Regions from separate parts of the Mus musculus genome. Here regions 2 and 3 are each linked to region 1. A link is a contact called in public Hi-C data. All regions are on one chromosome and are shown on one strand. The core of a region is the stretch at or near the end of the contact, and the rest is flanking DNA. Distances in the headings are between cores, read along the strand shown.

What was found. A called contact is a pair of places that touch in the nucleus more often than the background predicts.
Region 2: a Hi-C map of Sertoli cells shows a contact between it and region 1, with 3 times the contacts expected there. The contact joins the enhancer-like site here to the promoter of Gcnt4 in region 1. A contact is called at or near these places in 4 of 39 promoter capture datasets (the 3T3-L1 cell line, embryonic stem cells, liver and 1 more), 1 of 15 datasets of contacts at CTCF or cohesin (the NIH/3T3 cell line), 28 of 484 Hi-C or Micro-C datasets (the AML12 cell line, CD4 T cells, CD8 T cells and 20 more), 18 of 115 datasets of contacts at active chromatin or transcription factors (the 230-238 cell line, CD8 T cells, acute myeloid leukemia and 12 more) and 1 of 9 other capture datasets (adipose tissue).
Region 3: a Hi-C map of cerebral cortex shows a contact between it and region 1, with 1.8 times the contacts expected there. The contact joins the enhancer-like site here to the promoter of Gcnt4 in region 1. A contact is called at or near these places in 5 of 39 promoter capture datasets (the 3T3-L1 cell line, 3T3-L1-derived adipocytes, embryonic stem cells and 1 more), 10 of 484 Hi-C or Micro-C datasets (the G1E-ER4 cell line, cerebral cortex, cortical neurons and 7 more), 5 of 115 datasets of contacts at active chromatin or transcription factors (CD8 T cells and embryonic stem cells) and 3 of 9 other capture datasets (adipose tissue, liver and pancreatic islet).

Annotation. Positions count from the first base shown.
Region 1 is chr13:96,922,334-96,926,568 of GRCm38.p6, forward strand. It overlaps Gcnt4 (glucosaminyl (N-acetyl) transferase 4, core 2 (beta-1,6-N-acetylglucosaminyltransferase)), which reads left to right and starts at 2,380. Exons shown (of 3, transcript NM_001166065.2): 1 at 2,380-2,615.
Region 2 is chr13:96,985,931-96,990,165 of GRCm38.p6, forward strand. No RefSeq gene overlaps it. Among named protein-coding and RNA genes, the nearest start is that of Gm41027, 4.2 kb to the left of the region's middle. Within about 2 kb of position 2,326, at least 4 of the 459 cell types and tissues checked have an H3K27ac peak or open chromatin away from gene starts, as enhancers often do. A contact at or near this core is called in Sertoli cells, where this site is marked.
Region 3 is chr13:96,876,636-96,880,870 of GRCm38.p6, forward strand. It overlaps Ankrd31 (ankyrin repeat domain 31), which reads left to right. Exons shown (of 26, transcript NM_001370928.1): 23 at 1,510-2,488. Among named protein-coding and RNA genes, the nearest start is that of Gcnt4, 46 kb to the right of the region's middle. Within about 2 kb of position 2,271, at least 22 of the 459 cell types and tissues checked have an H3K27ac peak or open chromatin away from gene starts, as enhancers often do. A contact at or near this core is called in cerebral cortex and cortical neurons, where this site is marked.

The DNA.
Region 1 (4,235 bases), core at 1,130-3,629:
CTGGGCTGGCATTTATTTTCTCTTAGGGTCTGTATGACATCTGCCCAGGATCTTCTAGCTTTCACAGTCTCTGGTGAGAAGTCTGGTATATTTCTGATAGGTCTGCCTTTATATGTTACTTGACCTTTTTCCCTTACTGCTTTTAAAATTCTTTGTTTAGTACATTTGGTGTTTTGATTATTATGTGACAGGAGGAATTTCTTTTCTGGTCAAGTCTATTTGGAGTTCTGTAGGCTTCTTGTATGTTCGTGGGCACCTCTTTCTTTAGGTTAGGGAAGTTTTCTTCTATAATTTTGTTGAAGATATTTACTGGCCCTTTAAGTTGGGAATCTTCACTCTCTTCTACATCTATTATCCTTAGGTTTGCTCTTCTCATTGTGTCCTGGATTTCCTGGATGTTTTGGGTTAGGAGCCTTTTGCTTTTTGCATTTTCTTTGATGTGTCAATGTTTTCTATGGTATCTTCTGCCCCTGAGATTCTCACTTCTATCTCTTGTATTCTGTTGGTGATGCTTGCATCTATGACTCCTGATGTCTTTCCTAGGTTTTTTAACTCCAAGGTTGTCTCCCTTTGTGATTTCTTTATTGTTTCTATTTCCATTTTTAGATTCCGGATGGTTTTGTTCCTTTCCTTCACCTGTTTGATTGTGTTTTCCTGTAACTCTTTAAGGGATTTTTGTGTTTCCTCTTTAGGGGCTCTAGCTGTTTACCTGTGTTCTCCTGTATTTCTTTAAGGGAGTTATTTATGTCCTTCTTAATGTCCTCTATCATCATGAGAAGTGATTTTAGATCTGAATCTTGCTTTCCCGATGTGTTGGGGTATCCAGGACTTGCTATGGTGGGAGAATTGGGTTCTGATGATGTCAAGTAACCTTGGTTTCTGTTGCTGTTCTTACACTTGCCTCCCACTATCTGGTTATTTCTAGTGCTACCTGCCCTGACTGACTGGAGCCTGTCCTTCCTGTGATCCTGGTTGTGTCAGAATTCCTCCAAGTCAAGCTGTCTCTGGGATCTTGTGATTCTGGGATCTTGCGATCCTGAGATCCTGGGTGTGTCCGAGATCCTGGGTGTGTCCGAGCTCTGGTAGTCAAGCTGCCTTTGGGACCTTGAGATCCTAGTGTGACCAAACTCCTGGGATCCTGGGATCCTCTGATCCTGGGTGAGTTAGAGTGCCTAAGAGTGGAGCTGCCACTGGCTGCTGTGGGGCTGGCTGCAGAGTTTGAGCCCAAGGACGCCAACCCAGACAGACCAGAAGGAACCCATGCCACTGGTCTGGCGGAGTTCCTGGGTGTGTCCGAGATCCTGGGTGTGTCCGAGCTCTGGTAGTCAAGCTGCCTTTGGGACCTTGAGATCCTAGTGTGACCAAACTCCTGGGATCCTGGGATCCTCTGATCCTGGGTGAGTTAGAGTGCCTAAGAGTGGAGCTGCCACTGGCTGCTGTGGGGCTGGCTGCAGAGTTTGAGCCCAAGGACGCCAACCCAGACAGACCAGAAGGAACCCATGCCACTGGTCTGGCGGAGTTCCTGGGTGCCTGGGTCCCGCTGGTCTCAGTTACTCCGGGTGTTGGGGACAGATGTTGTGTCCTCACCTCTGATCCGCCTACCTCTGATCCTCTGATCCTGGGACTTGCACACTTTTTAAAGCCAATGTAGGGAAACTGGAGCTCTCGGCTGAGATAGTCCGACACTTCGGAATTGACTGAATCTGGATTCTGAGTCCTACCCAGCTTCTCACCAGCCCGCCAAGCATGCCGCAGCCTCAGTCCATTTTAAAGATGGAACAGTAAAGAACAAGCCAATTGCGACTGTCTTGCTTAGTGCTACTCTTGTTCTGCGGGCAGATTCCAGGAAGTCTCCCTCTGACACCCCACTAGGAAGGCCCTTTGGGGTGAATCACTTACACACCTACAGTGCCTGCTTTACAATGTAAGCAAACACACAAGGCCCCTTAACAAGGACCCTGGGAGTCATGCTGCCCAGTTGGTTTAATGGGCGTGTACCTTTTTTCCAGCAGTCTTTCTGAGAACTCCAACCCGGCCGGATGCAGCATCACCCTCTTTCTCACCCCCCGCCGGAGGGGAAAGAGGAAGCGTATTCCGCATGTAGGCACTGATTAAAACACAACTTTGTACCCTAATTAGTCTGCAACACTCCACCTTCCCACTCCGCTGATAACGCCTGGCTAGGCAGCGCTGGCCGATGCTGGCCTCGCCCTGGAGAGCCCGCTGCATCCGACCAAGGGCGAGTCCTGCCGCCCCGGAGCCCAGAGTGGAATAGCAGACGTGAGTTGCTTTGTCACCGCCCTCTCCGGGACTTTGGACAAATCACTTAGCAATCCTTTCTGCCCACGCCTAGTTGTGTCTTGCGGGAGGGACAGCTGCAGAGAAGCGGGTAGCCCGGCCGGAGAGCCGCGCCAGGAAACTTCGGTCCCCAGTGCGGTGCGGGGACCCCCTGCGGGAGCACGGTGGCGAGCCCCTCTCTTCTCCCGCGTCACCTGGGGCCTCGGCGTTACCCCACTCCCTGCCGAGGGAGAGCGACTTCGGGGCAGTGCGTGTGGCCCGGAGCACCGGGGTGGCGCAGCAGCGGGGACCTTGCGCCCGGGGGTCTCAGCTCCCCGGTAGGTCGGCTTGGCCACGTAGGCAAGCGAGGGGCTTTGGGTGGCCGCGTGCGACCCCTCTCCCGCCCGCTACTTTCGCTTTCCTTCGGGGGAAACTTGCACGCCGCGGCGGGGGCGGCACGACCCGGGACTAACTGGATCTAGGCTTCTTGGCGGCGGAGCTCACGGGTCCCCCGGAGGTGGAGAGGACGGCGGGGCGACCGCAGTGAGCGTCCAGCAGATGCCGCAGCTTCGCAACCGTGAGTGGTACCCCGCGAAGTTCCCGGGGCCCGCGTGGGAGCCCTCCCGGGCTTCGGCTCCACGCGGGATTTCTCCAGAGAGTGGCGGGGACAGAGGTCCTGGGAGAATCAAGCTTCAGGTTGAGTGTGTCCCAGCCCGTGGCCTCTGCAGGGACGAGCTTCCTGCGTTTTAAGGTCAAGTTTTCCTGCCGCAGAGCCCGCCAGAAACTGTCCCCCGCTGTGAAGCGGCGGCGTCTCCCCTGAAGGCTGGGAACCGCCGGGGAATCCCAGCCCAAGGGAAGAGACTTAAGAAACCCCTTGTACGTGGGTGTGCCTCCAAGGTGAGCGCAGTGTGAGAATGAAAGCGTCGAGGTCCAGGTAGGGCTTGGAAATCCCGAGGGTTGTTCCTGTGCTGGGCAAGTGGAGGGGATGATACCAGTGTGGGGGCACATACCCCACAGCTTTTTTTTAACCTTTAAAACTTAAGAGCAATAAACAAGAAGAGTAAATGAGCTGGAATAATATTGAGTCTCTTGTATGACTGAGAGTCAGTGAAATCGCCTTTTAAAAATCTTGTACCCATAAAACATGCCCTTGTTATTTATTAAGCCTAAATCTAGCAACTAATAGTCTGTCTTGGCAGCTTTCGTTACTAGTGCCTGGAATAAGCAAGGTCTTTAAGTGAGCTACTGAGGCAAACTGTCTGTATTGCACTTTATAAGTATCCAGATCTCTGAGAAATGCTGAGCTTGAGTGTTACTGTATTAGAGAGATGGACAGAGGTGTGTGGCACAGGGAAGACCGGATAGAGAGCTAGCTCTCTTGGGAAGGTGTGCATACTCTTGCCTTTGAGAGGCCAGGTTTAGAGTCATTTGGTAAACCCTGCATATGCATATGCAATAAGGCCAGATGAAAACAGTTCCGGAATAAACTCCTCTCGCAGAAGGGGCTGGGGAGGCTGTATGTGACACTGCCTTTTCTACCCTGACCGAGGAGACACAGGTGATGTGAATGACCTGGTTCCCTGGGGCTTATCATTAGCACTACACAGTGTGAGTTCCGCTGAGTAAGCTGCAGAGATTTTCCTTAGATTTGTGCAGCAGGAACAACACCTGGAGACAATAAAATTGAGCAACCCGGAGTCCAAAAGTCAGCTGGCCAAACCAAGGTGTTGTGTGATCACAGTGAGCTGGGCCCTTGCTGAAGCTCACCTTTTATTGGGGTGCAAGTCCCTTACTAGAAAATGGAAAGTGGACTAAGGCTTAGTAGGGATGGTTTAAACTGAGGGATTTGGGGAGTAAAGAGTGTGGTAAGAGCAGAGGAGAGCAGGAGCAGTCGGGCCAGGTCCCGCCCACTGAGCCTGACAGGACAATGGAGATGGTGTTACTGAGGAATGGTGGGA
Region 2 (4,235 bases), core at 1,076-3,575, 64 kb after region 1:
AAGAACTTTGTGTTTCTCCTTTTCTTCTTCAGCAGTGACTTAGAGACCAATGTCACGTTCACCTCTAGCACAGTAGTGACTGTCACTCCTACCATTTTGTCCTTCTCACCTGGCCCCAGCCATGCCACTCTCTCAGCTGACACATGGCCAGCGATCCAGAGTCCTGGTCATTAATTAATTAATAACAGCAGCAGGGCTGACCTCTGATTACAGCCGTGACCTGACGTCTCAAGGACCCAGTGACTTACACTCTCCCTGACCTCTGCCCTCCAGCTCACCTGTTTCTGTGTTTAATGTCAGTGTTTCTCTAAATCTTCTAGAACAGCCCATGTGTTTTTGCTATGTGCATTTTAATAAAACACTGGGTTTTATTAAACACTGGGATTTAATCTCAGTTGGATTGTCAGAGAACCACTGAGCCCAGGGGAATGGCCCATTTATGGTTTTAAACCTAAAGTTATTTTCAGTCAAGGTTGTGAGGCGTAAGAAGCCCAGGCAAAACATTTCAAGTGTTGCTAGAGTTGGAAGTGGCCCGTGGGAAGCCGCTAGCCGGAGAGCAGCTCCCTTGGGAGGAGGATGCATAAGCATCCAGCAGACCAAGGACCAAACCACCTCCATTAGCCAGCCGGCTGGGATCTGAGAATAAGTTCTGATGAGATGAAATGATGTCTTCTTCTTCCCGTTTGAATGAGTGACTATCACCACCTGGGAGTAGCTCCTCTCTATACTGGTTCTTTGTTCTGTTCTCTGATGGTCCCCTCTAAGTGATTTCAGCTTCCTACCCTGACAACGACACATTTCCGACCTCAGTTCTGAGCATGATGTCCGTTGATTGACACTTGGTGTCTCGACCCTCCCCCTTCACGTGCTTGACACAAATCTCAAACTGTCTTTGTGTGGTTCCATCCTGGTTCTCATCCTCTTTTTGCTTATCAACTTTTTCTTTTGCTTTAATACTGATCAAGTCAAATAAACTTGACTTACAAGGAGCTCACTGTCTCTCGTGGTTGAAAAGCCCCAGTTGGGGCACCCTGGGACTACCAGCTCCCTTCATCCTCTGTGATGTTGTCTTTGTCTTCCAGATCTTATTCAATCTTCTAAAAAATTTTTAGATTTGTCAATCGTTTGAAAATAAGTTAAGTTTGTCAGTTCTTTTTATATGCTTTCCAATTTTTTTTCAAGATTCCTTAAAACATCTCAACCTTTGGTTTTTTTATCTTTGACATTTCTTTTCTCTGCCTCAAAGGGCTGAATATATACTACATGTCATTAAAAATTAATTTTTAAGGCTTAGAGTTTCTGGGTTTTCTTTTTTGTTATTATTTACTTAGATATTTGCTTTTGAGATAGGGTCTCATTATGGAGTGCTGGCTGAGCTGGAACTTGCTATGTAGATCAGGGTGGCCTCCAACCCACAGAGGTCTACTTGCCTCTGCCTCCTGAGAGCTGGGGATTAAAAACATGTGGCACCATGGCTGGCTAAAGTTTATATGTTTTAATTTGTATAAAAATAACACAAGGTTTAAAAATGGACCTCGCTGCATTTAAGTGTTGAGTCTGGAGAGATGGCTCAGTGGTTAAGAATTCTTTCTACTCTTACAAAAATCCCAGTCCAGTTCCCAGAACCCACACAGCAACTCAGAATAGTCTGTAGCTTCCAACACCCCGTCCTTCCATCCATGGACACGTGCTCTGCGTACATACATGCAGGAAAACACTCCTACACATAAAATAAAAATAAGTAAATCTCAAGAATTAGGAGGAGGAGGATTGAGTTTAGAATATGAAACATAAACCAGGAGGTGGTGGCGCACGCCTTTAATCCCAGCACTTGGGAGGCAGAGGCAGGTGGATTTCTGAGCCTGGTCTACAGAGTGAGTTCCAGGACAGCCAGGGCTACACAGAGAAACCCTGACTTGGAAAAAAGAAAGAAAGAAAGAAAGAAAGAAAGAAAGAAAGAAAGAAAGAAAGAAAGAAAGAAAGAAAGAAAGAAAGAAAGAAAGAAAGAAAGAAAGAAAGAGAGAGAAAAGAAAAAAAGAAAAAAATGAACCATGAAACTCCAAGGCATGGTACTCTGGCACCCTGAGCCCTTTGGGCTGCAGGTGGTTGGGAGGGGCTCCCACTTGATGACTTGATGATGAAAAAATGTTATTCTGGCATGTTTTGAAACACATCTGAAACACAGTAGATACAAGAAGATCATTTTGAACTTTGTTGCTTCTTCACTTCAATTCGAAAGTCACTCTCGCTATTCTGGAAAGAAAAGTAACTTTAATCACCAAGGATGAGATACTGAGACCGTGAGAACTGGGCACAGCCCTTGTTCAGACTCTTTTAGTCCTTCCCGTGGTTCAGTGGCTTCTTCCCAACCTACTGTTCTTTGTCTAGTTCAGTATAATGGCTTTAACTGTTTCATAGGACCTTTGTCCCTTTATGAGGATGCCTACGCCGTGTGTCTCGGTTTTCTCTGCGTTGCTGTGCTCACACACCATGGCCAAAAAGCAACTTATTGCGGTTTAGGTTCCAGAGGGCTACGAGTTCTTCATGGAGGGGAAGCCATGACAGCAGGCAGCAGGCTTGGCAGCTGGAGCAGCAAGATGAGGGCACTCATTCTCCATCACAAACATGAAGCAGAGAGTGACCTGGAAGTGGCCAAAGGCTTTAAACACTCAAAGGCCACCAGCAGTGACATATTTCTTCCAGCACCATCTGAACCTCCCCAAACAGCACCACCAACTGGGAACAAGAGGTCGATACATGAGCCTCTGGGGGATGTTTTGTTCAAACCACACTCCCTGAGCCCTGAGCCCCAGGGGCTTGTGGCCATATCACAGTGCAAAATACATCTAGCCCAACTTCAAAGTCTCCCACAATGTTAACACTATTTGAAAGTCTTAAGTTCAGAGGGCTTGAAAGATAGTGAAAATATCACTGGCTGCTCTTCCAGGGGACCTGGGTTCAATTCTCAGCATCCACATAGTAGCTCACGACTGTCCGTAACTCCAATTCTAGGGAACCCAACATGTCTTCTGGCCTCCATATGCATTGCACACATGTGATACACAGACAGTTGACAAGAGAGATATAGCATATTAAAACCAATATATTAAAAGTGCATTTTCCAGTGGAGTGCATACCGTACATGGAAAAGTTTCTACAAAAATGGGCTACGAATTGTATATGATCCCTGCTTTGCAAGCCTTGTGGAGCCTTCGGGAATATCCAGATCTGTAGCCCTGGTTTCCCTGAGGCTCCAGGGGATGGAATGTAAAGAACGCATGGCCTCAGAAGGCATTTTCCCCAATGGAGTAAAGTCGCTGCAGCGGCTGCACTCACAGCCCGAGACCCCAGAGTGAGCACAAGTGATAAGAACAACTAATGCCCACCGCTGGAGCCCGCGGTGGGGCAACGCCATGGACCTCGCCTGCAGCTCTAGATAACTATGAAAACCAAGGCATGGAGAGTGAGTGTGTGCATGCGAGTGACAAAGAAGCCCATGAAATAAAGTGTGGAACGCCCTAGTTGTAAATGGCTGAATTTAGCTTAAAAACTCTGGTCTGGCACGGCAAAATCGTTCAATTCCCGAGAAAGTCGAGAAACAATCCGGGGTCTCCACGCAGATAGCAAGCCTACACCGGTGCTCAGCTCCAGAGGATCCGAAAGCAAGAAACATCGAGTCTTGGTTACCTGCATGCTGCCAGAAGCCAGACCGGAAAGGTTAGTGAGAAGTGTGCGGGCCCATTTTGCCATTTATTTGTTTATTGCTGTTTATGAATAGATAAATAAAAAGTGTTAGAACCTTTTCCACCGAGTTTCCAGGATTTGCTTTCCGCCCCATTTTATGGCAGTTCGAGGCTCCCAGTCTACAACCCCCAGTGGACTTTTGGAGGGATGTTCAAGATCCAAAGTGTAGCATCCCTGAGAGTCATATTACAGCAAGTTGTCAAGTGCCAAATGTAATGAAAATTTTGTGTCTCAGAGACCATGATTATCATGTGGGTTTTCTGGAGTGATGTTTTTTAATTGTATATTTGCTGAGATTTGCTTGTTTGTTGCTATTGTTTTGAGAAAAAGTCTTGCTACACAATCCTGGCTGGCCTCAGATTTACAATAATACTCCTGCTTCAACCTCCAGAATATTGTGTGAGAGCCAAAATCATGTTTTAAGTTTTAATTACTGTGCCTAGGAGATCCATAAAACAAAGTGTCTTTAGCCTGTAAGCCCCTCAGCCAAG
Region 3 (4,235 bases), core at 1,021-3,520, 46 kb before region 1:
GTTTTTGTCATACAAGTCTTTCACTTGCTGGTTAGAGATTCCCTAAGACTTTTTTTCTGTAGGCTAATGTGCAAAGTGCTGTTTCTCTGATTTCTTTCTGAGACTGTTTGTCATTTGTATATAGGAAGGCTAGTGATTTGTGTGTTAACATTGTATCCTGCTACTTAACTAAAATTATTAGCTGTAGAAGTTTTCTGGTGGAGTTTTTAGGGTCTTTTAGTGACATTTGCAAATAAAGATACTTGGACTTCTTCCTTGCCTACACCTAATCCTCTTGATCTCCTTTAGTTGTCTTACTACTCTAGTTAAAACTTCAAGAACTATATTACCTAGGTATGGAGAGAGTGGACATCCTTGTCTTGTCCCTGATTTTAGTGGAAATGCTTTGACCACTGGTATGTCCTTGAGACCATTTTATGTAAAGTTGAAGCTGCGTTCTCTAATACTAAGATGCTATTTGTTCTCATTCACTTCTGAGTAGTCAATAGAATTTTCCCAAAGGTCTATCCTTCTTTAGAATTTTTCTGTTTTAAATCTAAAATAATAAATAGTGGTAGATACAGCCTGTACAAACAAAAACTGTTTGGGTTACTCATATATATATGTATAGGTCCTAAGGTCAAAAAGTTTCAGAGCCATTGAAGCCATGGTCAGTGTGAGACTTGTATATAACCAAAAGACAAATGTGGTGGTGGGATGAGTCCCTTCTCCTAGCTTAGTCTTTAAGATTCTGAGTTCTTGTATTTGAAGATTCTTGGGCTAATATTTTCTCTAGGGGATCCTTCTCAGCTTGAAAATCCTGAGGATAGATTTAGAATACAAATGAACTAACTACATTCTCAGGTCTCATTGAGAAGTATTATTATTCAAAAAAGAATCTTGTACTCTGTAGCTATGGAACCCTAGTAGAGTTTACTCCCATTTATAATTTATAATGAACCATTTCCTCTTTAAACCAGATAAACAAAGTGAAAATTTAGTAACAGTAGTACTATTCAGCTGCCAATGACTACCTGCCACACAATATACTATCAATAGCCCAAGTTCTGTTTTCATTATAGGCTCACTCAAATAATGTAATATTCTGTTTTTAACAAAGGCAACCTGGAACTGTAGAGTTGTCTCAGAGGCTAGGAGCACTTGTTGCCCTTTCAGAGGATTGGGGTTCAATTCCCAGTTCCTACATGCTGACTCACAAGCATCTATAACTCCAGTCTTGGACATCCAAAGCCTTCCTATGATCTCTGGCACCAGGCGTGAAAGTGGTGCATATAAATTATTCAGCAAAAACACTCATCTACATAAAATAGTAAAAGTGGTAAATTTAAAACTATCTTAAAATCAAACTCATCTGAAATAAATGTCAGTTTCCTTATAAAGGAAACTATATCTCAAATACAGATTTTATTATACTTAAAGCTGATGCGCATTAAGAGAGGGAGTATCTTTTATATCCCATAGTCTATGATGAAAATCTTCTGTGTTAATATTTTTTTCTTTTTCTTATAGGGTGTCCATGGAGTCATTTAAGCATGGGGCCTTGAGAGAACAACTGGCTAACCTGGCCACGAGACAAAAGAGTCTTTTAGTTGTAGCAAAGAAACAGAAAAAGATAAGACTGAAAATTCAAAACTATAAGAATGCTACAGCAGTATCTGGTGTTGGTTTAAGAAAGCTGCCATGTAACTCAGACATCAGTAGTGACAAGAAGAGCCAGGAGCCTCCTACTATGGGAGACTCAGCACATGCCCAGCCAGGCTTACTCGCTCCTGTCAGTCTGGCTTACGGAAGCATGCAAGAAATACCATTGTCTCCTGAAATAGAGAGTGAGAGCCAGAAGATTAACATTTGTTTAAATGCAGAGGCAATAAGAAGAGAAGAATTCTCTGGAAATGACATAAATTCCAAACAAAATGTCCAGGATTGTACCTTGGGTGGGTTATTAAGATCTAAACCCACAGATGACGCTGAGAAAATTGCATCATCATCCCAACCTGCTGCTCTTACTCCTCACGCAGAAAACTCACAAGCAGAAGCTACAGTCAAAGGCTGTGGATTTGATAGTTCTGCACTAACTGGCACTATAAATATTTCAGAAGATAAAAGCATATTTTCCCCAAATGGTGCCTGTCTAGCAGCTGATCCTCACAGTCAGAAGCTTTCCCGCTGTAATCCGAAAAGAAGAAACAAGAAGACAGCTTCCCAGCAACCATCTGCGGGAGCTGCAGAGCCTCTGCCGCAGGCCCCTGCTGTCTTAGACACCTACACTGTGCATCAGACACTGCCATGTCTTAGAGACTCCGCTGCTGCTGCTTCACACACAGATAGCACTCAGAGCTCTCTTTCCTCTGCGTCTGCCCATCAACATCCTACTAAAACCGTTCCACACCGCAACACAACTCCCAGAAAGAAAGCTGTGCAGCTGAAAGACTTGATATTACGTGGAAGAATTAACCCAGGAAATAACATTCTCGAATTTAAAACACAGGTATTTTTTTTTCTCTAAAGTCTTTCAGATTTTATAAGTAGTGTTGGATAGCATAGTAGAGGCATAAAGGAAATAAGATTTGGCTGTGCTTTCTGAATGGAGGGACATACCCATTAAGAAGAAAATCCACAGTCATACCCTATTCTGAATTTGCCCTGATAGAATTTACTCATAAGCACCTTTGGTTCTCAACTACAGTCAGTCAATAATATTGTAGCAGGAAGAATTTAATAGCAAAGATAGGAAATTGTTGTTATTAGTTCCAAACTAGGTTCAAGAGCTACCAGTACAGTGCTAAGACATTCCCAGGTACATGTTAATTTTTCTTCCATAGAGGCTCAGTTTAGGACCACACTTCAGTAAGAAAGTTAGGACCACACTTTCAGTAAGAAACTTAACTAAAATATAATATATGCATAAAAGTGGGTGGTAAGAAAAGATTCTAATAGATGAACATATTTAAAAGCATTTAGTTTCTTCTTACTTTTTGAAAGAGGAATTTAGCGTGAAAAAGATTACCAAGTCTTTGAATATGCTTCTTAGCTTGTAGCCTGCTCTTTGAGAATCACCCCTGCCTAACCAGAATTTCACCTAAGTGACTGTGTTTCCTGCTCTTCTCATCCCTGGACAAAGGCTTTTCCTGCTCCCGAGGCTTTCCTTACACACTAAGAACAAGTTTACTATTACGGTTCTGAGCTCATTTCTTTCAATGTTCTAGTTTGCCTGACAACCACTTTGATAAGTAAAAACTACATTATCCAGAGCACATCAATTTTTAGCAGGTTAGTTATAGTTACCCAGATTTTGACAGTTGTAGCTACTTCTCCGGATCAGCTTAATGAATCTTCAGTAGTGTTTAGTGGGGTATAATTTGTGTACAACACACTATGCATATTCAAAGCATACTATCTGACAAGCATGACATATGTACTTACCTGTGAAATTCTGTCCACAAACAATAAACTATCCATCTGCTCCTGATGCTTCTTAGAGCCTGCTTTATCTCTCTTCCTGCCTCGGACAGCTGATGCTGTGCTTTGTGCTTCTCTTTTGCATCTCTAAGAATTTGAATTGTCTCTTTAAGCCCCCACTCTTACTCTCTAGCCTCCTTCTCTCTCTCCCTTCCCCTTCTCTCTTTCTACCTTCTCTCCTTTCTCCCTGCCTTTCTACAATAAAGCTCTAAAACCATTAAAAGAAGAAAAAGAAAAAGAAATTGAATTGTGAGAATTATACTTTACATATTAATTTTTGTAAACTCTTTTCTTGTAGTCTTAATTATTTAAGATTCGCCTTTTTCATTCCCTTTTCATTTCTAGGTAGTGGTTTGTTTTACCTGATACGATAGTGTCTTAGTCAGGGTTTCTCCTGCTGTGGACAAAACACCTTGACCAAAAAGCAAGTTAGGGAGAAAAAGGTTTATTTGGCTTATACTTCCAGATCAGAGTCTGTCATTGGAAGAAGTCAAAACAAGAACTCATAGATATTTATGTTGTTTCCAGCTGTTAGCTTTTATATATAAAGCTAGTATGAATTTTCTTATGCAGGTTTTGTATGAAATAGACTTTCATTTTTCTTGGGTAAGTATCTATAAATGGAGTTACTGAATCCTAAGTTAGGTATACATTTACCCTTTAAGGAAATTGCCAAAGTTATTTATAAAATCTGATGCATGCACCAACCTTTTGTGCATGTGCGTGAGAGCTCTAGTGGCTGCACATCACCAGTGCTTAGTATGGTCAGCCCTCTA